2 separate regions of the Mus musculus genome follow, and region 1 is linked to region 2. The links are chromatin contacts, called in public HiChIP or PLAC-seq maps. All regions are on one chromosome and are shown on one strand. Each heading gives the region's core, a stretch centred on a gene start, on an enhancer-like site or on the middle of the called end of the contact. The rest is flanking DNA. Distances are from core to core; before and after follow the strand shown.

Evidence for each region. HiChIP or PLAC-seq counts read pairs in DNA pulled down with a chosen protein or histone mark.
Region 1: a contact with region 2 is called in an HNF4G HiChIP or PLAC-seq map of pancreatic cancer cells. The contact joins two enhancer-like sites. A contact is called at or near these places in 6 of 39 promoter capture datasets (the 3T3-L1 cell line, 3T3-L1-derived adipocytes, the C10 cell line and 3 more), 15 of 484 Hi-C or Micro-C datasets (the AML12 cell line, B-cell progenitors, CD8 T cells and 10 more) and 8 of 115 datasets of contacts at active chromatin or transcription factors (the HPC-7 cell line, acute myeloid leukemia, double positive thymocytes and 5 more).

Annotation. Positions count from the first base shown.
Region 1 is chr12:8,416,687-8,421,811 of GRCm38.p6, reverse strand. No RefSeq gene overlaps it. Among named protein-coding and RNA genes, the nearest start is that of Gm51967, 30 kb to the left of the region's middle. Within about 2 kb of position 2,656, at least 25 of the 459 cell types and tissues checked have an H3K27ac peak or open chromatin away from gene starts, as enhancers often do. A contact at or near this core is called in pancreatic cancer cells, where this site is marked.
Region 2 is chr12:8,331,688-8,336,581 of GRCm38.p6, reverse strand. Hs1bp3 (HCLS1 binding protein 3) reads right to left here. Exons shown (of 7, transcript NM_021429.3): 5 at 187-344. Among named protein-coding and RNA genes, the nearest start is that of Hs1bp3, 21 kb to the right of the region's middle. Within about 2 kb of position 2,776, at least 67 of the 459 cell types and tissues checked have an H3K27ac peak or open chromatin away from gene starts, as enhancers often do. A contact at or near this core is called in pancreatic cancer cells, where this site is marked.

The DNA.
Region 1 (5,125 bases), core at 1,407-3,906, 85 kb before region 2:
TCACATGGTGGCTCACAACCCTCTGTAACGCCAGCTCCAGGCAATCCAACACCCCTTCTGGCTTGCCCTGGGCACCAGGCACACATGTGGTACACAGACCTAAATGGGGGCAAAACATACATACATATAAAGCAAATTTTAAACATTTAAAAAGGAGAAGAGAAAGAAGATGAGGGATGAGCGATGGCTTGGCTGGTAAAGGACTTGCCACCAACCATGACAAAGCAGGTTCATTCTCCAGGACTCACATCAATGGGCTGTGGTGAACCTTGCTTACAGTCCAAGTGTTGGCCAGCCCTGACTCTGAGCATCAGTAATTATGGTCTGGTATGGACTCTGTGTCCCTCCCTCAGTTAGTATGTCCTAGCCCCGCAGGCTCTGTACTTGGACGTGGGACCTGGGAGAGATGACTAAGTTTAGATGAAGCTATGAAGTTAGCTAGGACCCTGACAGTAGAGGGTGGGTGCTCGTCTATAGCCATAAACATACTGAGCCACACTCTAAAGGAGGGCATGGGATCCACCACAGGAGACACCCAGGGAAGAGCTGTTGTGTTTGCTCCTCACAAAGGGCAGGCCCATGAGTTCAAGATCTACGTTAGGACAGAGGCCCCTAGGGAGCCCTGAAAACGTCTCTAGATAGATACTATTTATGTTAGAATACTAAGACAAAACAAAGCGAACAGAAACCCAGATGTCCACATCTGTCATCCAGGCACTCAGCTCAGAAGTTCAGTGTCATCTTTGGCTACAAGATGAATCCAAGGCTGGCCTGGGTCACATGAGACCCAGTCTCCAAACAAAGCAAAGCAAACAAACAAACAAAAAAACCCCACAAAAATTAAGACAGTCTCCGCCTATTTTTCCTCCCTCATTTGTATTATAAAGTGGGATCTTCTACGTGGCATGCAGTACGTCAGCAGATTGAACTGGTTCACTGAGGAATTCTTCACTCTGTCTACTTTCATTTGGGTAACTCCATTTTCATAAACATATTTTACTCACATTGACACATAGATGGGTATACTATTACCGTTTTAAATTAAGTTATTGAGTAATTTGAAACATGCCCAATGGCTAAGATGGTAAATGTTGAGAAATGCAGCCTATGAGCATAAGAGATCTTTGGGAATCTGGTTCTGGCGGTGCACAGCTGTAATTCCAACCTATGGGGGGTGGAGGCCAGAGGATCTGGAGTTTCAAGTCACTCAGCTACACAGTTTGTGGTAGCCCTGAGCTGCATGAGACCCCGTCTCTCTCCTCCCACCAAACCTTAGGAGTCTCCATTTACTTGAGGGAGGTTTTTGTTGTGAGGCTTTGCTTGTTTATTTGAGTTATTATCTGACTTTATAGCCCAGACTGGCCTAGAACTTACTGTGTAGCCCAGGATACCCTCAAACTTCTCGTAATCTTCCTGTCTCAGCCTTCCAAGTGCTTCAATTATGAGAATGAAGCACCACATCTACCTGGGGTCTCAGGTTTTTATTTTCTTATTCCTACTATTGTTGTTGGTTTTTTTTTGTTGTTTGTTTGTTTTTTTTTGTTTTTTTGTTTTTTTTTTTTTTTTGAGACAGAGTTTTTCTGCGTAGCCCTGCTTGTCCGGGAACTCTGTAGACTAGGCTGTCCTTGAACCTGGAGATCTGCCTGCCTTTGCCTCCTGAGTGCTGGGATTAAATGCATGTGCAATTTTTAAAATTATAAAACAAGGGTCCAGGGCTGGAGAGATGGCTCAGCCGTTAAGAGCACTGGCTGCTCTCCCAGAGGTCCTGAGTTCAATTCCCAGCAACCACATGGTGGCTCACAATCATCTATAATGGGATCCGATGCCCTTTTCTGGTGTGTCTGAAGACAGCTACAATATACTCAAATACATCAAATAAATCTTAAAAAAAAATAAAACAAGGGTCCAGTGATCAAAGAATTTGAGAGTTGCTGATAAAGAGTAAGGAAGGTTTACATTTCCCGGCTCTCCTTAGTCCTCTTCTATCCACAGTGTCAAGGTGTCAAGGTGTCAAGGTGTCATAGCAGATCAGCACAGAGACAGAAGCATCGCAGCCTCCGGATACGGACTGCTGCACACATTAGTCTTGGGTAAACACTGGCTTGTCTTCTGTCACTTAAGGAATTTTGGCCACTTTGGGCTTTTATATTCTGGTTGATTAGAATATAGACAATGATCGTTCAAAAGAAAAACTGACTTCACCTCTTTCTCTGATTTAAAATCTTTCCACTTCTTCCAGTCAACTGGAAACATTAAGGTTCCAATAAGCACTAGGTCATTCCAGCTCCTCTATGGCTTGCCAGCATCACTGCTCCTGACCGGCCTCATCTAGCTACTAGAAGCCTCCTGGAGTTGAAGGGACTCTTTTGCTACGGAACTTTGTGTTTGTGACATCCACACACTGCCCCCGTGAGTCCTGAAGTACTCTTTCCCCTCCCTTCTCCAGCTCTGCTCCTGCAGGATCCAGCTTCGAATCCTCCTTTCTGAGAAGCTGCTGACACCCCTCTCCCAGGCCGCTAGAATGTGGGAGACCTGTGTTCTGAGGCTGAATCTGTCTTCAGCACCAGGGCTGAGGTCACACCTCTACACACCCCAATGTGTCAGCTCTGATTGGTTAGTTTCTTATCCACACTGCTCATTGTCTTTGTTAAAATACTTTCAAATTCTCCCTTTCAAAAGTCCTTGCGAGGAAGCACTCAAATATTTGCCAAGTGACTCAGTAGACAAAGTGTTCTGGGCTCCAAATGGCACAAGGGAAATTGCTTTCAGACCCAGAGGTCTTCGCTTGTGATTAGGAAATTCTCTCTAGAGTTGGGGGTTGAACCCGGAACCTCACACACCCTGAAGCTATGTTCCACGGTGGAGCTCCCCAGCCGCTGTGCTCCCAGGCCCTTCTCCAGCACAGGCCTTGTACCATAGCCAGTTCTGACCCCTCTGACATTTCTCAGCTTTCTCTGAACCACAACACAGAAAATAAGCAGAGTTTGAAATCTTACCAATCTCTTTCCAGCCACCTGCCTTATCATCCTTCTGCACCAAACAAGATGCATCCTATCTACAGACTGTCTGTCCTGTATCCTTGGTCCATGGGCATTTCTGCTGAGCCTTGGTCTCTATAATCCTCACTTACCAACCACCAGCGCAGGTTAAGTTCCTAAGGGAGTAACTTGCCAAGTATTCCAATTATTTGAAACAATTATGCATTTAAGTTGATTTCCTTCCATTTATTGCTGGGAAGAATTATTTCTAAATTGAATCCAATCATTCCTTCTATGGTGGAATACTCAATAAAAGCTGAGGTTAAAACCTTCTAACATGGTACTAAGTGCTGTCTGCTGGATCAGTAATGGCTGGAAGATGGTAGGTGCACCTCAATACCACTTCTTCATTCATCTGACTCATGTTCATTCAACATCTTTTAGTGTGTTGGGCTTTGTGTGGATGCAGATCCAAGTTTATAACTCACACACACACACACATATACAGACATACAACACACACACACAAATATAGACATATACACCACACATATGTAAATACAGACATATACATCACACATACAGAGGCACACAAATACAGACACACACCTCACACACAGATACACACAAACATATACACCTACACACACAGAAATCAGATATCCACACAAACACAGGAACAAATGTACACTGACATGCATGCGTACTCATACACACATACTGCACACACATTCACACAGAAACACAGATACACACACAGAGGCACGTATACACAGAGAGATGCATGCACATACACAGACATACATACACACATAAAGAAATATGGACACACACAGAGATGCACACAGATAGGCATGCACACACACCACCCACACACAGACACAAACACACAGACACATACTACTTTTGCTTAACAACATCAGGAAAGGTAGCTTCACAGTTATCAAACATTTAAAATTATCTAAGGAGGAACAAAAGAAAAATCTCATTCTTCATACACTCTATGTTCTAGACACTAAGCTCTAAGTTCTAAAGATGATGGCTCAGTGAAGTCTGAAGACAGACTTCCGGACTTCCTCTGGCTACTCTTTACTGCCCCCAGCCATGGCCTTTTGGCCAGGCTGTCTGGAAGCCACAGGACAGCAGGGGTGTCCTGTTATCCGCTGAGATTTTGCTGGGCTGAGATGGCATAGGAGTGACCATCCACAGCCCACCACAGGAAGACCTTTCCGCTTAGCTGGCTTCTCCTGCAGGTCTAAAAAAAAAAAAAAAAAATGAGCCAAGGCGCCCAGAGCCCTGGATGAATGATGGGGCTGTGTGTGGCTTTTTTTTTTTTTTTTTTTTTTTTTTTGCTCCTGTGGATTTTTCAATCATGAAAAACGAGGCTTATCTCTCATTTTTAATTGATTTTAATGCTGCTCAGCCAGGGTAGATGAAATCTCAGCTTCTCCGTGTCCTATGAGGAATGATGTGAGGAACTGACTGAATGTTAATGAGGGCTAGAGAGAAGCTAGAGGAGGCGTAGAGGCCCTCCCAGGCTTCTGAGGCCCCTTTAGCTCAGCCTTGCACTGGTCTGTCATGGTGGGCTAATGTGTGCCTTTCAGAGATGATGAAGATACAGGAATGTGGCCCTTTGACATCTGACCTGAGGAGCTAATACAGAGAAATGAAATGTGTGCTTGTAATTATAGTCTCCGGGAGCTAAAAATTAGTACAGGTTTTAGACTTGGACTGGTCATCTTCGTATTAGTACAACGCTAATACACTAATACACAAATATAATACTAATACACAAATGAGCAATGAAGGAAACTGCTTGGTTTGTGAGACAGGAAGCCTAAAGAGACAAAGCTGGCCCTCCAAATCCCTATCATGTAACAGTGACCTAAAGACTTTGCATGGACCCTACTCCTCAAAGGCATCACCATTTGCCACCCCGGGCACTGACAATGTGGATTGTTGACCACCACTCATTTGAACCACAGCAGAACCCCAGTGAGCTGATGTTGAATACACACACCCTCATCCTAATCTCCCTCACCGGGGCTTCTCCCTCCTCTTCAGATGCCTTCGCAGTTCTCTGTGGCACTTCCAGCACTGTCAGGAAGCCAGGCTGCTCTTTCTATGAGCTGCTTCATCTCTCCTCA
Region 2 (4,894 bases), core at 1,527-4,026:
GAGTGAGTGTGTAATCCCCAAATGTTGCAGCCCGTGGGAACACCAGGTGTGAGAGACACCAGGAGGAAGTCTCTATATTCCTAATCTGTATTCTATCTAAACAGGACAAGGATGAGACCCACTTTCTCAGGGACATAGACATTCACCAAGCTCTAAGCCAGTACCAGGAACAACACTAGTACTTACAGTCCTGTGTGGTCTCCAGGGGTCTCCGGGTCTCAGACACCTTCTTGTCTGAGCTGAAGAGCCCCGCGTCAGGGTCTACCTCCTCATCAAAGATGGTGAGCCGAGGTGCAGGCTTGGGCCTCACGGCCACTTCTGGGCGTTTCTTGGGCTTCTTGGAGCTGGAGATAAAACACAAGGTAAGGATTCTCATGAGTATACTGGGGGCCTACTGGTCATTTCCAGGTCCCCAGCTCAGCTGGGCCTTCTGGATGCCAAGGAACATAGAAGAAGTTCAACGGAGGACCATAGGAAGGTCAGGGGTAGCCCAACCAGAGCCATCTTGGCATGTGAAGCAACCTTAGTAGTCGTCAAATCTTCAGCTGACAGGTCCTCCTGACCCAAGGGGGTCAAGCAGGCAAGAGCAGGGAGAAGGGAGGAGGCAGGGTTGGCCATGTGCTAGGAATGAGCTTTGTTATCATCTGACATAGAGCAAAGAGACCCCCACACCCGCTACTGAAGTGATGAGCCCCCACTACTGTGCTCAGGTGTGATGGGGACTGGGAAAGGCAGGAGAAGCAAGGAGCTATCAGGACTACAGACTGATGGCCAGACAGCTGCTAACCTTCTTGAGTATCATGCCACCACATGTCCATGGGCCCGACAACATGCTTTTCTTCTGAAGGTGACTGGTGGTTTCAATACGCTTGACCCAGGGAGCCTTGTTGGTGTGGCTTTGTTGGAGGAAGTGTGTCACTGTAGGGGTGGCTTTGAGGCCCTCCTCCTAGCTGCCCAGAAGACAGCAGTTTTTTCCTGTTTGCCTTTGGAACAAGATGTAGAACTCTCAACTCTTCCACCACCATGCCTGCCTGGATGCTGCCATGCTTCCCACTATGATGATAATGGACTGAGCCTCTGAACCTGTAAGCCAGTCCCAATTAAATGTTGTCCATTATGAGAGCTGCCTTAGTCATGGTGTCTCTTCATAGCAATGGAAAGAAACCCTAACTAAGACAGTGGAGCTACCTAACAGAGACCTTGGGGTCAGAAGCCTGCACCCCACAGCCACTTAGACATGGGGTTGATGTAATCTGGGGCTCAAAGTTCAAGGGATAGGGTCCAGGAGAGCAGGAGGATGCCTATGTTAGTGACTTCTCTTTTGTCTGGTACAAAACAATGAACAACAACAACAACAATAACAAAACAACTTCAAGAAGGCAGGGATTGCATAGGTTCACGGTTTGTCTACCATGGCGGCCCCCCCAGGGTGGGGGTTAATGTTGGTGCTTGGTTTGCTTTACCCCTTTATTAAGTCCAGGACACCAGACCATACCCTGGTGCTGCCCATATTTAGGGAGGGGTTTCCAACCTCAATTAGTCCAATCCAAAAACCCTTCACAGATACGCTCAGAGGCTAGCTTTCTAGTTAATCCTTGATCCTGTTAGACGGGCAATATTAACCATCACAAAGCCTAAGCCCTGCTTTGCCGGACATTGAACATCAGTCTTCTCTAAGTAGTATACCTGCTGCCCTTCTAAGCAACAATGTGGTTCCCCCTGGGTAGGGTAGCCCTTCTGAAGTTCCTCTGGAGTCAGGTGGGCTTGGCTCTGCCACACCTGTTCCCTGACTGAAGAGCTCCTGCCCTGAGATGCTTGTGGTGGGAAACTGGGGGTCACCAGAGAGGTTTCTTGGGGTGTGCCACAGTTTTATTTCTTGATCCAGGTGGATAGGCAAGCTTCATGTTTGCTGGATCACATGATCTGGGCTGCCTTTGTGACACTGTCTCCAGATCACAAACTTGGTTTTATTTTAACAAGCTGACCTCAAGCTCTGGGGCTGCCACCCACGTTAGGCATTTTAAGATTCCTATAAACGGCAAAAGTTTTTTGTTTTGTTTTGTTTTTCCTTTTTACTGGAACCCAGGATTGCATTCTCCCAAGCGCCTGGCAGCCGGTTCCACTGGGCTGAGGTCACCTCTGAGCTCATGTTGGCAACACAGTGGCAAACTGCACAGAGGCTGGCCATTGCCAAAAGCTGTAACACAGACTATCCAGTCTCAGATAAAAATACCAGGTCCCTGGGTGCTGCAAGGCCAGGGACTCTGAGGTGACTATTCCTGCAGAACCACCCCCCTCCCACCCCAGTTCAGAGGCATAGCGTGTCTGGTGGAGATCGCCTAGCAGGCTGGACATTTTGGGCCTGGGAGTAGGGTAGTAACTAATTATGATCATACTAGGACAATACTTATGACTTTGCTTGTTACTCTCAATATCCCATGAACAGAATTGTCTGTGTTGTCCACTGGGGTGAAAGTGGCACAGTTCAACAGTGATGGCATCTGTGTCCCTACTGCAGTATGTGCACGTCAACAGGGGCCACCATGGTGAAGTGCCAACAGAGCTCTGGCCTGCCTGTGGTGCTGGGGGTGGGTGAAGGATCGCTAGCTCGCTAGCTCGCACCCTTCAGAAAGCCTCGGCTCTAGCTCCTCTCAGATCCTGCAGGGTGGACTCAGCTGCTCCTTGTGGGAGGGCGCCCCTGTAGTTTTATCTATCAGGCAGAATCAACAGTCCTGGTGACTAACAGAGGCCATGGCCCTAGCAAGGGTGACCAGAGTCTGGACTCCCTGTGTCAATATGCCTAGAAGGCCCTGGATGGAAGCTGTGAGCACGGCTCTGTGGAATGTGACCATCGACTGGGGTTGGGGGGCCCTTAGACCAGCCCTATGAGAACTGTAGGCTCTGTTTCATCACCAATATGTCCGTCTCTTGATCACCTATCATAATGTCCTTTGCTTGGCCCCTGGCCCTGGATCCAGTGGGCACAGCAGCAGTGACTGGCAGAGAACCCCATTTACACCTGTATCGGCAGTGCCTGGCCAGTCACTTCAGGGCTTGAGGCTGATCCTCAGCCATTCTGGTAGCTTTGCCCTCCACTCAGAAACCACTTTCTTTGGGGACCCAATGCGCATGCTACCCACTTAAAAGGCCCAGAGGGCAGGGGAGCAAAGCCGCCTACGGATCAAGAACAGCAGGAAGCACAGTGCGTGAGAGAACAGGCGGGAAGCCAGGTGAGGGAGGTTCCAACCACTTCCCCAGTTCTGCTCAGTCCGTCCAGGACAGACACAGATAAGGCTAGACCATCCGTCTGTCCTCCTGAACGGACACAGATAAGGCTAGACCGTTCTGGGCGAGCTTCCCTCACAAGCTTGACACGCATCTTTGTCCTCCTTGGTGACATCTGTGATTTCTGCTGCACTGAACTGAAGCAGATGCTCAGCACAACAGTGTTCAGTCAGCACTGACTACCCTGCCCCAGCTACCTGGCGGTCCTGTCCTCAAATCCCTCAGATCACCCACGAGAACACAAGGGGCATCAGGGGACCTGGAAGCCCCCAGGGTCTTGTCTGATTGATCCTAAAACTGCAGAAAGGTGTTCAGCAAATACTAAAAGGAAGAAGGCAGGCAGGCAGACAGACCGACAGATAGGCATCTGTCCTGTGTAGCTGGATAGTCATCAGATAGAAGGAAGACAGATTAGCTGACTGGAAGGAAGGAAGGAAGGAAGGAAGGAAGGAAGGGAGGAAGGGAGGGAGGGAGGGAGGGAGGGAGGGAGGGAGGGAGGAAGGAAGGAAGGAAGGAAGGAAGGAAGGAAGGAAGGAAGGAAGGAAGGAAGGAGAAACAGGCAGGCAGGCAGGCAGGCATCCAGACAGACAGACAGACAAAGTAATAAGACAGGGAATGAGGGGTCAGAGCAGCAGTTGTCAGCGCTCATGTTTACAAAGCCCTTTCTCTATTCCATCGCTGCTCCTCTAACAATAACCCCTGCCAGCCTTTCAGCAGCAAGCAGCCTGTCCATTCCTCCTCCTCCCCTTCCTCCAACCAGCACTCCCCAAGCAGTGCCCCTGTAGAGGTGCCTGCTCTAGGTGATGCAGACAGACCCACCTGAGATGCCAGCCAGCCAGGCTGTCACAGCTGGAGCACAGAGGACTCAAGGAAGGCACAGGGAGGGACTCCTGGAGGAGGTAACGGCAGCTTAGCTAGTGGGCTGAGGGGAGAGGAACGTCTCTGGCAGACCAGCTGCCAGTCACCCCGCACATTGAAGGAGCCCGACTGTGGCATGACAAGGAACATAAACCCCGCTAGGTGATGAGGGAGGGGGAAGCCATCCCTCATGGAGCTTTGCTCACAGACAGTCTGACTTGTGGAACAAAGCAGCAGGGAGACAGGGAAGCTCAGGGTTAATGCTGGTGGGAGGGGACATTACAGCACCATTACAAGAATGGTAACCTACGCGTTGGATGGATTGGGTCAATCACTTCATGTGGATTTGAGTCACCGGGGCTCTGTGCATGCTTCTCCTACACTCCCCAAGGCCAACGCCTCCACCCAGCTGGCCACAGACATGCAGCTCACCCTCCGCGCTGACAGGAGAGAAAGCCATGTCCTGACACCAGGGACAGAGCAGGGTCTGCAGCCCCTGACTTCCTGGCAAACCTGTGCAGATCCTGAGGGCTACCTAAAGAGGCATCTTGCCCAGCACAGGCTGTGTGAGATAGGTAGTGGTCCCTGTGTGGCCGCAGGCATGTGTAAGCATGTTCATGCTGGTGTACAGACTCCAGTTCTCCTACTGTGTGTCTGACAGGAGCCAGATGCACAGCCGGGCCACGTTCAGAGCCGGGCGTAGCAAACTCGGGGAGATGTGGCAGCTGCTGCTGACAGTTCCAAAGCTCTG